Regions from separate parts of the Mus musculus genome. Here regions 1, 2, 3 and 4 are each linked to region 5. The links are chromatin contacts, called in public Hi-C and HiChIP or PLAC-seq maps. All regions are on one chromosome and are shown on one strand. Each heading gives the region's core, a stretch centred on a gene start, on an enhancer-like site or on the middle of the called end of the contact. The rest is flanking DNA. Distances are from core to core; before and after follow the strand shown.

Evidence for each region. Hi-C and Micro-C count contacts between places; a contact is called where the count stands out from the background. HiChIP or PLAC-seq counts read pairs in DNA pulled down with a chosen protein or histone mark.
Region 1: an H3K27ac HiChIP or PLAC-seq map of neural progenitor cells shows a contact between it and region 5, with 8 times the contacts expected there. The contact joins two enhancer-like sites. A contact is called at or near these places in 3 of 15 datasets of contacts at CTCF or cohesin (embryonic stem cells, large pre-B cells and stem cell-derived epiblast-like cells), 14 of 484 Hi-C or Micro-C datasets (the AML12 cell line, bone marrow-derived macrophages, cerebellar granule neurons and 7 more), 10 of 115 datasets of contacts at active chromatin or transcription factors (embryonic basal ganglia, embryonic forebrain, embryonic hindbrain and 7 more) and 2 of 9 other capture datasets (embryonic stem cells and pancreatic islet).
Region 2: an H3K4me3 HiChIP or PLAC-seq map of embryonic basal ganglia shows a contact between it and region 5, with 6 times the contacts expected there. The contact joins two enhancer-like sites. A contact is called at or near these places in 2 of 15 datasets of contacts at CTCF or cohesin (embryonic stem cells and large pre-B cells), 6 of 484 Hi-C or Micro-C datasets (the 3T3-L1 cell line, bone marrow-derived macrophages, cochlea and 3 more), 10 of 115 datasets of contacts at active chromatin or transcription factors (effector CD8 T cells, embryonic basal ganglia, embryonic forebrain and 6 more) and 1 of 9 other capture datasets (embryonic stem cells).
Region 3: a contact with region 5 is called in a Hi-C map of cerebral cortex, with 2.6 times the contacts expected there. The contact joins two enhancer-like sites. A contact is called at or near these places in 8 of 484 Hi-C or Micro-C datasets (the 63-12 cell line, CD8 T cells, bone marrow-derived macrophages and 3 more), 6 of 115 datasets of contacts at active chromatin or transcription factors (embryonic basal ganglia, embryonic forebrain, kidney and 3 more) and 1 of 9 other capture datasets (pancreatic islet).
Region 4: a contact with region 5 is called in an H3K4me3 HiChIP or PLAC-seq map of intestinal villus epithelium, with 13 times the contacts expected there. The contact joins two enhancer-like sites. A contact is called at or near these places in 3 of 15 datasets of contacts at CTCF or cohesin (the NIH/3T3 cell line, large pre-B cells and pro-B cells), 43 of 484 Hi-C or Micro-C datasets (B cells, the C10 cell line, the G1E-ER4 cell line and 24 more), 16 of 115 datasets of contacts at active chromatin or transcription factors (astrocytes, bone marrow-derived macrophages, cardiomyocytes and 12 more) and 3 of 9 other capture datasets (adipose tissue, embryonic stem cells and liver).

Annotation. Positions count from the first base shown.
Region 1 is chr9:61,888,495-61,891,881 of GRCm38.p6, forward strand. All of the region lies in intron 1 of Gm34974 (a long non-coding RNA gene), which reads right to left. Among named protein-coding and RNA genes, the nearest start is that of Gm34974, 8.6 kb to the right of the region's middle. Within about 2 kb of position 1,602, at least 31 of the 459 cell types and tissues checked have an H3K27ac peak or open chromatin away from gene starts, as enhancers often do. A contact at or near this core is called in neural progenitor cells, where this site is marked.
Region 2 is chr9:61,860,542-61,863,802 of GRCm38.p6, forward strand. It overlaps Gm34974 (a long non-coding RNA gene), which reads right to left. Exons shown (of 6, transcript XR_001779199.2): 6 at 1-489. Among named protein-coding and RNA genes, the nearest start is that of Gm34974, 37 kb to the right of the region's middle. Within about 2 kb of position 1,695, at least 19 of the 459 cell types and tissues checked have an H3K27ac peak or open chromatin away from gene starts, as enhancers often do. A contact at or near this core is called in embryonic basal ganglia, where this site is marked.
Region 3 is chr9:61,828,646-61,832,042 of GRCm38.p6, forward strand. No RefSeq gene overlaps it. Among named protein-coding and RNA genes, the nearest start is that of Gm34828, 7.9 kb to the left of the region's middle. Within about 2 kb of position 1,801, at least 19 of the 459 cell types and tissues checked have an H3K27ac peak or open chromatin away from gene starts, as enhancers often do. A contact at or near this core is called in cerebral cortex, where this site is marked.
Region 4 is chr9:61,693,954-61,697,214 of GRCm38.p6, forward strand. No RefSeq gene overlaps it. Among named protein-coding and RNA genes, the nearest start is that of Gm34770, 34 kb to the left of the region's middle. Within about 2 kb of position 1,603, at least 33 of the 459 cell types and tissues checked have an H3K27ac peak or open chromatin away from gene starts, as enhancers often do. A contact at or near this core is called in intestinal villus epithelium and stem cell-derived motor neurons, where this site is marked.
Region 5 is chr9:61,404,016-61,406,999 of GRCm38.p6, forward strand. The region is part of intron 8 of Tle3 (transducin-like enhancer of split 3); the gene reads left to right. Among named protein-coding and RNA genes, the nearest start is that of Tle3, 33 kb to the left of the region's middle. Within about 2 kb of position 1,461, at least 106 of the 459 cell types and tissues checked have an H3K27ac peak or open chromatin away from gene starts, as enhancers often do. A contact at or near this core is called in cerebral cortex, embryonic basal ganglia, intestinal villus epithelium and 2 more, where this site is marked.

The sequences.
Region 1 (3,387 bases), core at 352-2,851, 480 kb after region 5:
AGAACAGCCTTGGGTATTGGATCTTGCCCTCCACCTTATTTGAGACAGGGTCTGTAAAATTTCTTACTGCTCCATGCTCCAGGCTAGCTGGCCTGTGATTTTTCATTGAATCTCCTATTTCTCCCTCCTATTTCACAGTGGGAGTATTGGGATTACAGATGTGCACCACATCTGGCTCCGTGTGGGTTCTGGACAGGTGTTCCAGCCTGCATAGCAAGTGCCTTTATCAACTCTGCCGTCTCCCTAGGCCAGCTTTTAATCTTTCTGAGGACTTTTTTTTTACATACTAAATTTATTATTTGTGTCTCCTGCTCCCCAACGAATGTAATGGGGGATAGGCACATGTGTGGTGATGGTAAGAGTCTGGAGATCAGACCACACTCGTGAAGTCTGGCTCTCCTTCCACCTTATGTGGTTCTAGGAATCAACTGAGGTCACCAAGGCTTCACAGTGAGAGCATTCTCCCACTGAGCCTTCTCTTGGCCCATGGCGACCCCTTCCTGTAGAACGATCCCATGATCCCCCTCTCTGGAGTCTATCTGCCTGAGAAGCTCCTGAGAAATGTTCTTAATTTTTATTTTATTATTTTATGTGTGCAGGTATGTTTGCCTGTGTGGATGTCTGTGAACCACATGAGTACCTGGTGCCCAGAGTCCAAAAGAGGGCTTCAAATCCCCTGAAACTGGAGGTTCAGATGGTCATGAGCAACCATGTGTGTGCTAGGAACTGAACTCAGGTCCTCTAGAAGAACCGCCAGTGCTCTTAGCCACCAAGCCTCTCCTGGCAGGTTTTGATATGTGCATTTGCGGGCTGCTGCAGCTGAACTGTGCTGTGAAGTAGGAGGGGAAGGAATGTGACAGCCAACGCAGGGAAGGGGAGTACATTACATACATACATGCATACATACATACGTAAATTATAGAGGAAGAGAAGCCAATGGGAGGCGGGGAAGTTGAGAGTGTAGGGTAGGAGAAGAGATCCCAGCAGGATTCTAAGTCAGGTGCCCAGCCACAGGCTTCTCTGAGTGCTTCGGAGAGTCCCCCCACCCCCACACGTGGGTCTCTGTGAGCACATGCTCTTAGATATGGAAAAAAGCAAGGGGCTGATTCAACTCTGGGCCTCATCTGTACCTCAGGAGCTTGGGGACCCTCAGGGCTCAGTTGGAATCTGTGCATAAGTGAAGGGGGCTTCATCTTAGAGGTTCCCGGCTGACAGCCATCACAGTGGCCGAACACTCAGTATCCCATGAACTTAGAGGATGTGTGAACTTGGTGTGATGTGTCAGACACTCCTTCCTTATGCTTGGCCCAAGACCACAGCCACCCAGGGTTGGAGGTGTCCACAGAGAACAAGGGAGGCAGGAAAGGGAAATAACTTTCTGGAAAGTACACAGTTCTGGTGGAGAGTGCAAACCCACATCTCCTGACCCCTAGGTTCATAGCCACTGTGAGGGAGGTTGCAGGCAATATGGGTTTGAGGACGTTGCTTCAGAGTGTGTGTCCTGAGAGTCAGGAGGGAAGACAATCAGGCCTTGTTCCCTAAGTGACTCCCAGCGAACGCATTCCTGAATCCCTGCCACCATGCTGGAAGCCAGACTCCAAAAGTTATAAATGGGCTTTGTCTGTCAACAAATAAGAGAGCCACAGAATGCTGGGGTCCAGAAGAGACGGGCTCTCGGCTGTCTCCCCTGCCAACCTCTGTACGCCCTAGGAATCTGAATTCTCGGCCAGACACCTTTCGAGTTCTACTCATACATAATAATTGCCTTCAGCAGCTACTCCCACACGGTAAATATTTTAAAATCTATTTTACTTCCTTTATGAGGGAAAGACAACAATAGGCATTCAATGAACTGCAGTCAGTGTTTTGCAAAATATTGAATTTATTCAACCCATCAAGAATCCGTTTCTTCCAGGATGGCAGAACACTGAGGGTTGGAGGTGTAGCTCAGTAGAGGAGTGTTGAGCCTAACATGTGAGAGGTGCCACGTTCAAGCCCCCAGCACGGGAGGAGTGGGGAGGCAGAGGGGGTTGAGTGAATCGTGTACATGTTATGTCATTTTCTCTTGTGTTGTGTTGTGTTGTGTTGTGTTGTTTGTTTGTTTGTTTGAGATAGGATCTCCTGTTACCCAGGCTGGCCTTGGACTTGCTATCTAGTCAAGGATAACCTTGAACCTTTGATCCTTCTGCTTCTACATCCCAAGTGCTAGGATTATAGGTTTGCCTTACCACACCCCATTTATGCAATGCTGGGAATGAAATCCAGGGCTTTGTCCATACTAAACAAACCTCTATCAACTGAACCACATCCCCACTCCACTCTGTGTGTGTGTGTGTGTGTGTGTGTGTGTGTGTGTATTTTAAGCCTGCATCTCACATTAGTATTTGTTTTTCTATTGATTAGAAATGGGAGGGGAAGGGATAGTTCAGTGGTCAAGAGTCTATACAGCTATTTCGGAGGACCCAAGTTCAGTTCCCACCCAGTACCCACACTGGATGGCTCACAACCATATGTAACTCCAGCTCCAGGGGATATGGTTCTGCCCTCTTCTGGCATCCTTAGGCACTTGTATTCAGATGAACATATTAAGACACACACAAATACACACCTTTAGTCCCAGCACTCAGGAGGCAGAGGCAGGTGGATCTCTGTGAGTTCAAGACTAGCCTAGTCTACAGAGCAAGTTCTAGGACAGTCAAAGCTACAAAAAGAAACCCTGTCTTGAAAAGCCAATAGATAGATAGGTATAGGTAGGTAGGTAGGTAGGTAGGTAGGTAGATAGATAGATAGATAGATAGATAGATAGATAGATAGATAGATAGAATAGTGTCTAATGGAGCTCTGAGGGAGGGGTGCTGAGCACACAGAGGAGCCTCACTAGGGCACCATGAAGCAAAGAAAACTGGTAAAGCGAGTGTGGATCCCAGTTGTCCACTTTTCAAGGATGTGACTCAAATTCACCTCACCACCATTCCATGTCCTACAAAAGGGGGACACCTCACCTGGATGGTTGCTGGAGGAGTCTCAAAAATGACCATGTCTGGCTTGGCTTGGCAGCATATGCCTTGTAATCCCAAAACTCTAGAGGCCAAAGCAGAAGTATTGTCGTGCAAGACTAGAGTGAGGTACATAGCAAAACTCTACTCCCAAGACAAGACCATGGCTGGAAAGTACCTGGTCCACGGCAGGCACTCAGTAGGTCCCAGCATCTGTCTTCCAAAGTCCCACGCTTCCCTTAATGGTCCTCTATAGATTCCTTTCCTCTGACAACTTCATCTTCCACAGAGAGCAAGCCAGCAGAGCTGGGAAACCCAGGTGACCTCATTTGGTCAATGTGTAGCAAGGGCTCAGCGTGGCTGTTCTGAGAACCAGAGGGACAGCGATGGT
Region 2 (3,261 bases), core at 445-2,944, 460 kb after region 5:
GCGCCCAGATATGAGGCTGATGTTGAGGGGAGAGCAATGATGCTCATTTGCCTGCCTTGCTTCCTGTTGATGAGCACATCTACCTCGACATCCTCCCTGAAGCCACCTATTGCTGATGTCAGAACCCAGCTTATTGGGTCTTCTGATATGGTCTGAAGACCAGTGGCTCTCCAGGAATCCCCCAGGCAGTCCAGGCCAGATGAGTGCTGGGACATGCAGCCTCGTAGATTGAGCAGCCAATAGGCAGACAGTTTTGTCTTTTGTAGTATCCGTTCCATCATCCGTTCAGTTCCTCCTCAGCTTCCCATCCTTCAGAGAGGGAGCGATCTCATTCCAAGACGTGACTTACTCTCTTTGGGTCATATGACCATCCAGAATCAACCACCTTGGCCAGGGGAATCTCTGATTAGCTGGGTCTGAATTCTACCTCACAGCTCTGCACAAGGGATGAAGTCACAATGCCTGAGAGTGGGTCCAAATGAAGCTCTCCTGACAAGAGAAATCAGAGAACGGTGAACACAAGAACCAAGTGATACCCAATGGCTCCATCGGTGACAAACACAACCATGTCATGGGACACAGTCAAATGACATTCCTAACCTAAAAAAGGGCTCAGTGCATCTGCCAACCGCTGATATCAGCTCAGCAATGGTAATCTTGGTGGGTTAGGACATATTGTTTATCTTTAAAAACTAGAAATTCTAAACATCAGAAGCTCTGGTAAGTGGGAGCCCTGACAGTCCTCAAGAATTCTTATCAAAGGCGGATCCTGCAGTCTGTGCACACACAGTTTTGTTTTGCTTTCAAGACAAGGTCTCACTGTGCAACTCTGGCTGGCCTAAAACTCATTATAGACCAGACTCATCCCAAACTCACAGAGATCTGCCTGTCTCTGCCTCCTATGTGCTGGAGTCAAAGGTGTAAGCCACTATGCCCACCTACCTCACAACTCCCGAATGAATAAGTACAATGTTTGGTGTCAGAGCAACTGTCTCAAATTAAAGACACTGTGTAAGCCAATCAGAATCTTTGTGAGAGGAAGAAATAGTTCCAGTCCACCAAAAGTCCTACTGATGTGTGTGTGTGTGTGTGTGTGTGTGTGTGTGTGAGAGAGAGAGAGAGAGAGAGAGGCCACATAGAGGCCAGAGGTCAACATCTGTGTCTTCTATTATTCTCCACCTTAGTTTTTTTGAGACAGGGTCTCTCATCAAACCTGGAGCTCCCCATTTGGGCTACACTGGCTGGCCACTGATTTTCCTGTCTCTCCCCAGCCCTGAGACTACAGAGATGCCACCACACCTGCCTTCTATGTGGATACTGAAGATTGGAGCTTAGGTCTCACGCTTGTGCACTAAGCACTTTGCCTACCGCCTTCCCCACCCTGTCTCATTCTTGAAGTCCTTGGTATGTCCAGGTCTTCCTGTGTCATCCAAGACGGGCGTTCCAGAGGCTGAACCCATATACACATCTTGTGAGTGTTCCAAAGATGCCTGGGAGGGTGAACACTTCCAAGTTGGTTATCCCGCCAGCTGACCCACTGGCTGGCTGGCTGGCAGTCTGGCTGGCAGTGCAGCCTGGATCCCAGCAGTTGGCGGAGTTCCCATCTGTCTGCACATCCCACATCCCCAGCCCCACTGCCAACCAAGACTTACGCCCCACCATTAGAGACTTCGTTTGTGCCATTAACGGAGCGTGGGCAACAGCTGCTGGAGCAGGTGCAAAGACAAACAGAGCCCAGCTCTGGAGAGAAATCCTTTGCTCATTGGAGCCAGCTGTAGAGACAGTGTATCAAAGTGGGGGGGGGGGGACTTTCTGCAAGCCACAGAACAGGGTAAGTAAGTGTGATCTGGGCCACTGTCATCTTGGAGTCAATCAGTCTGATGGGCCAGCTGGCTGTCCACACAATCACCCCAGAGCGGAATACCCTTCTCAGAGCCCAGGGTGTTCCCACCTGCTCTTCTCTCTCTACAAAGAAGCTCTCACTCTGCCCCCCCAAACCCCAGAATTTCATCCGGAAGCTTTCAGAGCACGGACTTTCAGGCCCACCCCAGACCTCTGTAATCCAACTTTGCAGCTGAAGTTTTTCCTAATGCACACAAAGGGCTAAGAAGCAGGAGGCTACTAGCTGCCTGGTGCTATTGCAACCACCGAGGTTGCACGGGGGATCACAGACACTCCTTAGGAGAGGAAAGTTCCAGTTTATCAGAAGTCCTGAAGTACTCCCACGTGACCCCGATACACACATACCAGCTCAGACTCAAGTTCTTGGGGAGCCCAATAAAGTCAAAGGAGGGACCTGTGAGATGGTTCAGTGGATAAAGATGATTGATGTTAAAGATAGGACTCACATAATAGAAGGAGAGAACCAACTCCCCCAAACTGTCCTCGGACCTCCTCGTAGAAACTGTGTTTTACTCTTGACAGTCCCCCCATAAATGAGTAAATAAATAAGTAAGTAAATGTGAAATCGAGCAGTGTTAAGGACGTAAGCATGGCGGCATACATCTGTGACTCTAACTCTTCAGAGGTAGAGGCAGGAAGATCCCGAATTCATAGGAAGAGCCTGTCTCAGGGAAAAAAGCAACCCACTAGCGAGTGATTAGTGAACAGGAGGCAGGTATGGGGAGGAAAGGCCTGGGGAGGAAGGAGATGCTGGGCAGAGGGAAGGAGAGAAGATAGCCAATGGTTCTGGCTTATCCAAGGCTAAGGGAATTTCTGGGAGGTGGGACTTACAGTTTGAAAACCAAGACAGTGCCAGGCAAACCAGGGCAGTGGTCACTCTAAAAGGGTGTGGGTAGATGGATGTAGTGGCTATTCCTGGTTGTCAACTTGACTATATCTGGAATGAACTACAATCCAGAATTGGAAGGCTCATCTGTGATCCTCATCTTGAGGCTGGGAGATACAAGTTTCTGACCTGGATCTTGGCATGGAGATCTTGAGGCATAGTGGCTATGAATCCCAGGAGACTAAGGCAAGGAGATCCCAGAGTTCAAGGTCATCTAGGACAAAGCAAGTCCCAGATCCAGGCGTGGTCATACACACCTTTAATCCGGGTCACACCTTCTGCTGGAGACCTACATAAAAAGACTCTCTCTTCTTTGCCTGTTTGCCTGTGGGACTAAGCAACTGCTAGATCCTTGGACTTCCATTAACAGCTGCTGCTGACCATTGTTGGGGAGTTGGACTACAGACTGTAAGTCATCAACAAATCCCCTTACTATATAGAAACTACCCATAAGTTCTGTGACTCTAGAGAAC
Region 3 (3,397 bases), core at 551-3,050, 420 kb after region 5:
AGGTTTCAACCTCTGGCCTCCAACTCCTGCCCCACTCCTAGGCAGGGCCAGGCCCTTTCCACTGGCTCCATTAGAGCCAGTTCAGGCCACTTACTCACAAGTTTTATGCCCACTAATTCCCAGCCCCACGGGGACCATTTTCAGTTCATCTCCATATGTCTCATCCCCGGTGGCTTTGCATCCTGCTGGGCCTATGTAAATAACCAGATGCAGGGTGGGCCTAGTGGTATAACAAGACACTCCACAAGGACTGAAGATGCCTCCAGTGATGAAGAGGAGGAAAACACTAGCACCCTACCTCAGGAGCTCTAAGGAGGTAACAGGCATCTGAGAGCCATCCAGGGTGCTCACGAAGCCCAGTGGTGAGGGATTAGCTCTGTGGACACTGCTGAACTCTAAGACTCTAGGATGGAATCCTGGGAGTGCTGGAGACATCCAAAAAGTGGTCTCTCTCCCTACTACATCCCCAAGCATCCAGAGCTTGAGCCAAGGTAAATAGACTGAAGGACTGAGGAAGACTTGCATCTCTAGCCAGTCCCACCCAGGAGTAGCCTTATGAAGAGGTTGGAGCCTCAGGAGTTGGCCATCCTAGAGGAGGGACAACAAAGTCATTCCAAAAAGAAGTACCCCACAGCTGAGTGCCAAGGAACAGTTCCATGTCCCGCCCCAATCCATCCCTAGGTGACTGCCCACAGATCATGCCTGACATTCTGGAGGACAGATCATCTGCCCATGTGGGAGGGGTCACAGCCGGGAAGTAAAGGACAGTGACCTACAGAAGACAGATAGGGAGTGTGGGAAATTTGGTGTCACTAACAACCTCTCTTCCTAGAGAGCCAAGCAGGGCTAGAGGTGACAGATTTCACCTGACCTTGGTCTTGTGTGATCTGGAGATGTGTCAATCATGACCACGTGCCAACACCAAAGGAGATCAAACAGGAGCAGAGGCTGGAACAACTCCTGGCAGAACAGCACAGCCAGCTAACAACTCTCAGAGTCTGTTTCCTTCCCATCCCTTCCCCAAGACCAAAGTGCCTCCCTGAGCCTGATCCTCAACACATGGACCTCAAGGTACAAGGACCAGATGAGAACCCCAGATCACCTGAGCCCCTTTTTACAGAGACGGAAACCGAAGCTCTGGAAAGGAAAGGCTCAGCAGAGCATACATGCAGCTGCTGGAACGGAACACCAGTTCAAAGCAGAGCAAGGATGAAGCTCTCCATCCCACATGGCACCACCCCTGCATCACCCCACCCCCAGGCGCATCTGTCCGTGAAAACTGTTACTGTCAGTCGCCGCCCTCCCCAACCTCCATCCTTCCCTTCTTCCTGAAACCAGAACATTGTGCAGAGTAGAGAGGTGGGAGTAGGGCAGCCAGTGGGCAGAAGTGTGATGGTGAAACTCAAGGTACTGGAGAGAAGAAGTCTGGGGACAGCCTCATCACTTTGGGCCATGCAGCCTGGCTGTTGGTACACTGCGCCCCACTGTGCTTTGTCCTGGCTCCTAGCTTGCCCTCCCAGGTTTGACGCACAGCAGTGAAATGCAGAGCTGACCGAGAGAAAAAGCACCTAATCATGTAAGACCCACTCCTGAGAAGCCAAGGCGCGTCACACCCCCAGGTCCTGGTCCCAGGTGCTCTCTGTAGCCCACTGGATGTAGTTGGCCTCATACAGCCATATGAAACTACAGTTAAAAAGGCACAGCAGCAATCCGGAGCTCTCCCTGTTTACGACAGAGTACCACCTCCTACAGCAGCCGCACCACCTTCGCCCACACATGCCTGATGCCACCAAAACAGGCTGTCACAGCAGAGACAGGCCTCTGGTGCCCTCTACTGTTTGACACTCCTGCACCATAGCTGGAGGATGGCACCAAGGCTGGCAGGGGAGACTGGGGAATGGCACCTGCCCCCATTGGGTTGTCCCAGTTTATAACAGCCCCTCCATCCATTTTCCAAGGGGATCCAAAAAAGCATGATACCGCTGCCAGGGGTAGATCAGCAGGGTGTGTCTTGTTGACAGACCACCTAGAGGAATGGCTTGCTAGTGAGCCAGCATGGTAGTGCACATCTGTAATCCCACACCCAGAGAGGCTGAGGCAGGAGGATCCCAAGTTCCAGCCAATCTGGGATGCCTAGGGAGACCCTGATCAGAAAAGAGCTGCTAGTAAGACAGGCTCCTCTCCATCATGGACTGTCTCTCTGCAGAGGCTGCTTCCAGTGTCCCCAACTTGTAGTTCAAGGTCATCACTACTCACAAGGACAATAGCCTCCCTAATTCTGCCCTACTTAGGATCCCCAAGAGTCAAAGAACACAGAAGTAAAATAGCTAGAGATGTATGGCTAGGTATGGAGAGCCACATACAAAGACACATGCCTCTCTCTCCTCTCTCTCTCTCTCTCTCTCTCTCTCTCTCTCTCTCTCTGTCTGTGTGTGTGTGTGTGTGTGTGTGTGTGCGTGCGCGCGCGCTCATGAATATACATATAAAGAGAAAGAAGGAGGTCGAAAGGGAGAAGGGGAAACTGTTGTGAACTGTCCCCTGTCCACTGTCTGCAGAGCTGACCAGTGCCTAAAGCTTTTGGGACGAGATGACATAGCCGGGAGTGTCTAACCCACCTGACAGCAAGTACAGGCCAGAATATATGGGAATTTGGCCCAAGACAAAACTTTAAACTTACTTAAAATACTATGAAGTGGTTTCTGTTGCAATTTTTGTAACTTGAGTGCATGATTCTCAATCACGAACTCTGTAGATGATGTCATTCTGCCTGCTGCCACTCAAAATAACCATAGGCCTGGTCTAGCAATGCCTGGGCCATGGGTAGGATGTCCCTGGAATAAAGTGCAGCTCAAGACAACTCTTCATCAACCAATATGCCCCCAGAGAAGCCAAAGAGAGGGGCTCCTCGGCTCTAGATCACAGTCTCTAGTTCAACTTCACAACATCGGCCTGGAATCCACTGGATTTCTAATCACCTAGACAGAAACAGGCAGTGGGCTTGATTGATTTAAATGTTAGTCTCGGACATAAAATATTTTGTGATACCTTGGCTGGTGTCTGACTAAACCACCAGTCACCGTAGCATATGCAAATCAACACATGCCATCAGCCATCGCACTCCTCGTGGGCTTTGTGTGTCCACCAAGCATGTGCCAAAGTATCAACTCTGCGCCAGATCATGGGAAACCTTGTGTGTACAAGGCACGTCTCTATTCTTTCACAGTCTTTGTTAACCTGGGGCTTCCTGGTCCAAAGGGCCAGCCTTAACAGATGAATTGATTGATGACTTATCTTGCTTCTGTGTCACGATGCTTGGCAAAAGCAACTTAAGGGGAAAGGGTTTGTTCCGGCTCACAGTTTCAGTGTGCAGCCCGTTGCAGCAGAGAAGGCATGGGAG
Region 4 (3,261 bases), core at 353-2,852, 290 kb after region 5:
TCACCTGCAGTCCCAGAGCTTGCTGGGAGCTGGGAACAGCAGAGACTTAGGAGATGATCCCAGCAACCACAGAAAAAGCTGGGTGTGGCTTTGACTGCCTGTAACCCAAGCGCCAAGGGAAAGTGGAGACAGGTAAGTCCTGAGAGGTTGCTGGCCGGCTAGCCTAATTGAAACTCAAGCATCCGGCGGAAGGAGAGATCCTAGCTCAGGATAAGGTGGATGGTGCAGCACATGACATGCATAAGAATAAACAAGCAAATACATAAAATAAGCAAATGAGTAAGCCAGTAAAAGTTACTCGAGAGGAAGGAAGAAGGAAGGGAGGGAGGGAGGGAGAAAAAAAGGAAGGAAGACAGACCACAAAATGTCAAGCAAAAAATGTGGACACATCTTGAGGAATGACAACGGAGGTCAACCGCTGACCTCCACGAGCAGCTGTAACCACCCACACATGCACCTGTATATACATAAACGAAGCTTGCACACCCGTGACTCGCTTGGCCGTGTGGAGGCGAGCAGCTACTACCGTACTTCCCACATGGAGAGAACTGGATCCTCCCCAGCTCCAGAGTACAAGTGTGGCACCAGTATGGCAGATGTGCCATCTGTCCTAGTCCCTGACTTACAAATGTACCTGATCCTTGGAATTACATGGCAGCATTTAGACACCTACCACCCTGAGCTATCCCAGATGTACTGAAGCAGATGCTCTTGGTGGAACGGGGGCTGGTACTCACTGCACATGTTAAATCTCTAGAGAACCTCCCCATAGAGTGTTACAGTGGTCAGAAGCGACGTGATGCCAGCCCGTGTATACACAGGTCAGGAACGAGTCACTGGAGAAGAAACGGCACCAAGGTAGTGAGTTAGCAACCAAGGCAGGAATGAGAGACAAGTTTCCTCAGAATGAATGAAGTTCTAAGGCAGTGGTTCTCAACCAATGGGTTGTGAGCCCTTTGGGATCCAAAGACCCTTTCACAGGGGTCACATATCAGATATTTATACTAAAATTCATAACAGCAGCAAAATTAGAGTTATGAAGTAGCAACAAAAGTAGTTTTATGGTTAGGGGTGATCACAATGTGAGGAACTATTTAAAGGGTCGCAGCATTAGGAAGGTTGAGAACCACAGCTCTAAAGGAAAGCCACCTTTACCAACAATATTTTGGGCCAAAGCAGAGTACAAACTTAGGGTTATCGTCCCATCAGAGTGCCCATTGGATCACTACTGTGAGTTACAGGAGATGACTGGCCTGCCCTGTATCAACTGTAGCATCATTTAGGAGCTACATCCTTGCAATCTATGTCTGCAAGTCTTCTGGGATTTCTGTTGTTGAGAGTCGTATTTGTAACCCACTCTCTCCCCATTTCACAGTTGATAAAATCAAAGCCCAGAGGAAAAAGGTTTGCTCGAGATCACTCGGGCTAGTGGCAGAGTTCTCTGACTCAGGCCTGGGCTCCTTGCCACACACTCTAATCTATAGCAAAGCTGGACCACACGGGGGCAGCTAGGGGAGGGCGTGGGCGTGCATGCTTGACCTGTCAGTTGCAACCTTCAGCCCATTCCGTTTAAAGAGCTGCCTCAGCGAGACATCTAATTAGCTGACTTTAGCCCAGCTTCCTTCCTCTGGTTATTGATGTCTCTTCTCCCGTCTCTTCCTGGTGCTGGCCCTTGCTCATCCAAATGTGATCAATTACTCACAGGAATAAATTATGCACGTAGCCTACAGTCTATTAGGTAATCGTTGGTGTGCTGGCTGAAAGAACCGAGCAGGGAAGACAAGCTGTCTAGAGCAGAGGCCAGTGGGAGGGGACCTCTGTTGGTCCAGGAATGGAGAAACCTGTAAGCAGGAAACATTGCAGCCCTCCAAGCAAAGGTTGAAGTTGGAGACTGGTAGGGGTGGAGAGGAAGAGGGTGCAGGGTCTAGACTTTCAGGCCAAACTTGAAACCAGCTTGAGGGGCAATTGTAGCTCTGCTCTGCCTTTTTCCTGGACAGATGACACTCCCTCTCTAATTCCCACCCCTCGCTGGCCTTCCCTCTGGCCCTGTTCCCCCAGAGTCTCCTGTGAAAAGCATAAGTCAAAGCAATCTCACTGCAGTAAAGGTTCTGACTGACTCAGGAGGTCAGAGGAGCTCCCAGGAAACAGCAAGGTTACGGGGAACAAGGCTCTGGAGTTTAGCTTGGGTTAAGCAAAGTGGCCAGCCAGCTGTGTTTTCTGGTAGGTTCTTTTCTAATGTGGACACTTTCTGGGCCCTTGCTTGCACAATCCGATCCACTTAGAAAAGTTCAGATTTCACTTGGGCTAGTCTTGGGAAGAATAGGCCCTTAGAAGCCACTTCGGGTAAAAAGCAAAAAAAAAAAAAAAAAAAAAAAAAAAAAAGAAAGAAAGAAAGAAAGAAAAAGGAAAAAGCCCCTCTAGTTTGCCAGTTCACAATCTATCAATGAGGGAATCTGAAGCAGAAACCGTGAAGGAACTTCTTGGCTTACTCAATACCAGTTGTAATATATAGCCTGGGACAACCTGCCTAGGGATTGTGCTGCCCATGGTAGGCTGGGTCTACATCAACCATCCATCAAGACAGTTCCTCATAGGCCAATCTTTCAAGGCAGCTCTTCAATTGAGATTCCTTCTTCTTCCCAGGTGACTCTAGGTTCTGTCAAGCTGACAGTGAGAGCAAGCAGCCTCACTACAAGGTACAAGTCTTACAAGCCTTGAGGCGGGAGGAAAGCCCAACTTCTCTGGTTGTGTTTTGTGTGTGTGCCTCTTTTATTTCTGGTCAGACTCATGATTGACTCTTCATAGACACATTACCCACTCAGAGAGTGTCTGGCTACCTACCCTATTTCTTTCCTCTTCCAGACTGGAAACACAAAGATAACTAACTCATTGTCCTAAACCTGCAGTCACCTTAGATTCCAGGGATGGCCAGTCCCTGCAGGATGAATGACCTACAAGATGAAAACAAAAATATCTACCATGGAAACGGCACACCTTGTATCTGATCAGGTGACACAGACCAGATCATAGACTCTATTTATTGGACCACTTTGTAGGACCACACCTTGCTCAAGACTGCTTAGTTATGCACGCCTCCCCTCCCACCCCGTCCAGTTCTTCCTCTACTTAAATCTAAAGTTCACATAGGTGTCCTGAGGACAGATTCATGGCCATTGAACTTCCTTCTTCCAGACAGTTGATAAAATCTTTCTCTGCTTTTCAGGATTACATGTCTTATGGTGTATTCAGACCAATGGCTGA
Region 5 (2,984 bases), core at 211-2,710:
CAAGGTTTCTCCCTGCTCTGCACTTTGACTCTGTTGAAAAAAGTGCTAGCTAGCAGGTATTAAGGCCAGGCCGCCTGCGTGTCTGCCAGCTCAGAGATTTGCTGTAAATCTTTCTGATCACACCGAGGCTCCAAGGTTCTGTTTCAAGTGAATAAGCCCTCTGAATAAGCACACTGGAGTCTGGATAAAAAAAAAAAATCCTCCAGCGATTAGCAGAGCTATTTTATTCTTCATCGCAGAGCTTGTATCCGGGACCATCTTAATCTGCTAGGATGGCTCTCCTTATTACCTCATGTTAAGTAGGGCTTGGAATGTCAGGCCTTTAACTAGCCGTCCAGGCAGCAGCCTCCTCGGGAAGCTCTCTCTGCTTGACCCGCCTTCCTTTCCAATCCCTCCCTCCATCCAGACTGTTCTCATACCTCCCTCCCATTAGCTGTCTCTTCTTGCCCTGCCTGCCTGCCTGCTCAGAAATCCAGGCCCCGCCCGCCCCCTTGGGCTCAGGAATGGCTAGGCACAGAAGAAAGGATTGATTAAAGCTCAAGTCCATTTTGATTGCTTTGGTGTTGATCCTTAAACAGTGGCATACTTTTGGAGAGGCAGTTTCCCTACATAGAAGCTGGACTAGGTATGTCCACCTGCGTTGTCTCCCAACCCCACCCCCAACCTCCACCCCTCCCCAGCTTCAATCCAATCTCAGCCTTATGAGGTCTTGTGTCTTGACCTTGGAGCCCCTGTCTCCTCCTGCATGTCATGGGGATTACCCTGCCAGACGGCCTCTCAGCTTTGGATAGGCAGACCCCCTGTAGCAGGGCTCATTACTTGGTTAGCAGGAGGCCTTCCCCAGGAAGTGGGCATTGAAGCCCATTACCTACTTCTTCATACCTATTCGCTTTTGGCTTTGTGCCCTTGCTGAAAGCTTTCTGCCAGAAACCCAGAGGGACCCCCAAGTGTGCAGCCCCCCCCCAATAATGCTCCTGGCATCCAAGCTAGGCTGACTCAACATGGGAGCTGGGGAATGAACAGGGATGAATCCCATGACATCCTAGGGCTGGGCAGCTCAGGGAGGGCACCAGTGGGGGATGGGGAGTACTCTGGGGGCTGCATCCTCAGGGCCATGGTGTTGGATGGTGGAGATTGAAATAATCAGCCTTAGGAAAACAGCTTGTCAACAGTCAAGGCCTCCGGCAGGAAGGACAAGGCTGTGTCAGAGAGGGGAGGGGGCCGGGTGGACAGGCTGGAAGCTGTCCCAGAGGGGTTAGTCTGGAGTCCAATTAGAGGTAGCTTCATTCATATTTCCTTGCCTAGCTGAAGCAATAAAAAATACTTAGTTTTTTGGCCGCCTGCCAACCAGAGGCGGGCTGGATCGATGCCGCTAAATGCCTGACATGACTCTCCGGTAGCGGCGAGGGTTTTCAGCCTGACTGCATGAGAAGAAAGAGTTCCCTGTTCTCGCACTGGGTCGCAAGGAGAAACACGAGCAGCCACCCCGTCCCCTCCCTCCTCTCCATCACCCGCCTGCGCAGGGGCAGCCAGCCTGAGGGGCTGGAAGCATTTCTGCTTAGCACGGGGTGGCCGCCACCATCGGAGGAAATGAAATGAAATGACGGTGATTTTTTTTTCTGCCTGTGCTTGCAGCAACTAATTGAATTGCGGCTGTGAGCGCATCGCCGCCGCTCGCCCGGCTGCGGGGAAGGTTGAGCTGCAGTTCCATTATAACCTCCATTTTTTTTCTTCAAGGCTTGATAACTCTGCCATTTTAATTTGCTTCAGGCAGAAACTTGGCAGGGAAGGGCTGCCCAGAAAACCGGCTTAGGAAAGGAAATTAAGTTCTGCGGCTGGCTCCCTCCCACACCATTCCCCCAAACCCATCCACCTGCTGGCCACCCCGCCTCGTTCCTTGCCAGTGAACCCCATCCCTGGGCCAGCATTGGCCTCTAGTAAAATGGGGAAAGGAGACAAGAAGGGTTACCGTACCTGCCTTTAGTGTCCCTCTTTGTAAGCACATCGTCTTGCTCTGGAGTCCCACACGACTCCAGCATGCATCTTTAGCCTGTGTGGACTCCAGCATGCGTCTTTAGCCTGTGTGGACTCCAGCATACATCTTTAGCATGTGTGGACTTGTGGCCACTCTTATCCCTGTAGTTAGACCGGGGTTCTCTGACTCATCCTATCACTCCTGACATTAATGTCAGTCTGAACAAGGGTAGGTTTATCAGTACTTTTCTTATCACTAGGATAAGATAACTGGATCGAGGAAGGATTATTTGGCTCATGGTTTGAGGGTGTACAGTCCGTTATGGTCACATTGTGACTTGGAGGAAGCAGGAGTGTGGGGTGACTGGTTACATCCTAGCCACAGTTAGGAAGAAGCTGGCCTGTATCAGAACTCCCCTATAATCCCCTGTGGCCCTGTGTCTGCCAGCCAGAATCCATGTCCAGAAGGTTCCAAGGACAACCCCTCCCCCCAATCAGCTGGGACCCCTTAGCCTGTGGAGCACTTCACATTCAAACAGTGGTGCTTGAGGTAAGCCATTGAGTTCACTGAGGGGGCGCTAGGCCTTCAAGGTTTGCAGATTAGCCCTTGCCAGAGGTTCCCCCTCCCTGTGCACAGCCACAGGACACCCTGCTTCCAGCCTTCCCTGCTGCTCACCTGCCTCAGATCTTCTCTTTCTCAGGCTTGTCATCCCTAGGGATTCCCCTCCCTCCCCCTGGAGCAGAGGAAGAACTGAGAAAACTCCCAGTGCTCTCTCCCCAGCATGAAACCTACAGTCCTCTGCTGGGAGACCTTAGCTTGCTCTCTTGGGACACTTGTCCCCACCCTAAGGGAAAGGCTTAGTGGCCTTGCAGGCTTTGTGCCTTTGTGACACTGGCTTGTCTTCCGTTTGTGGGAGGATTGGCAGTGGAGGAGCCCGGGCTCAGGGTTGTTCATCTCTGCTTAGGGCTTTATCTGCAGCTCAGCACCTTTTCTCATTCGCTGCCCAACT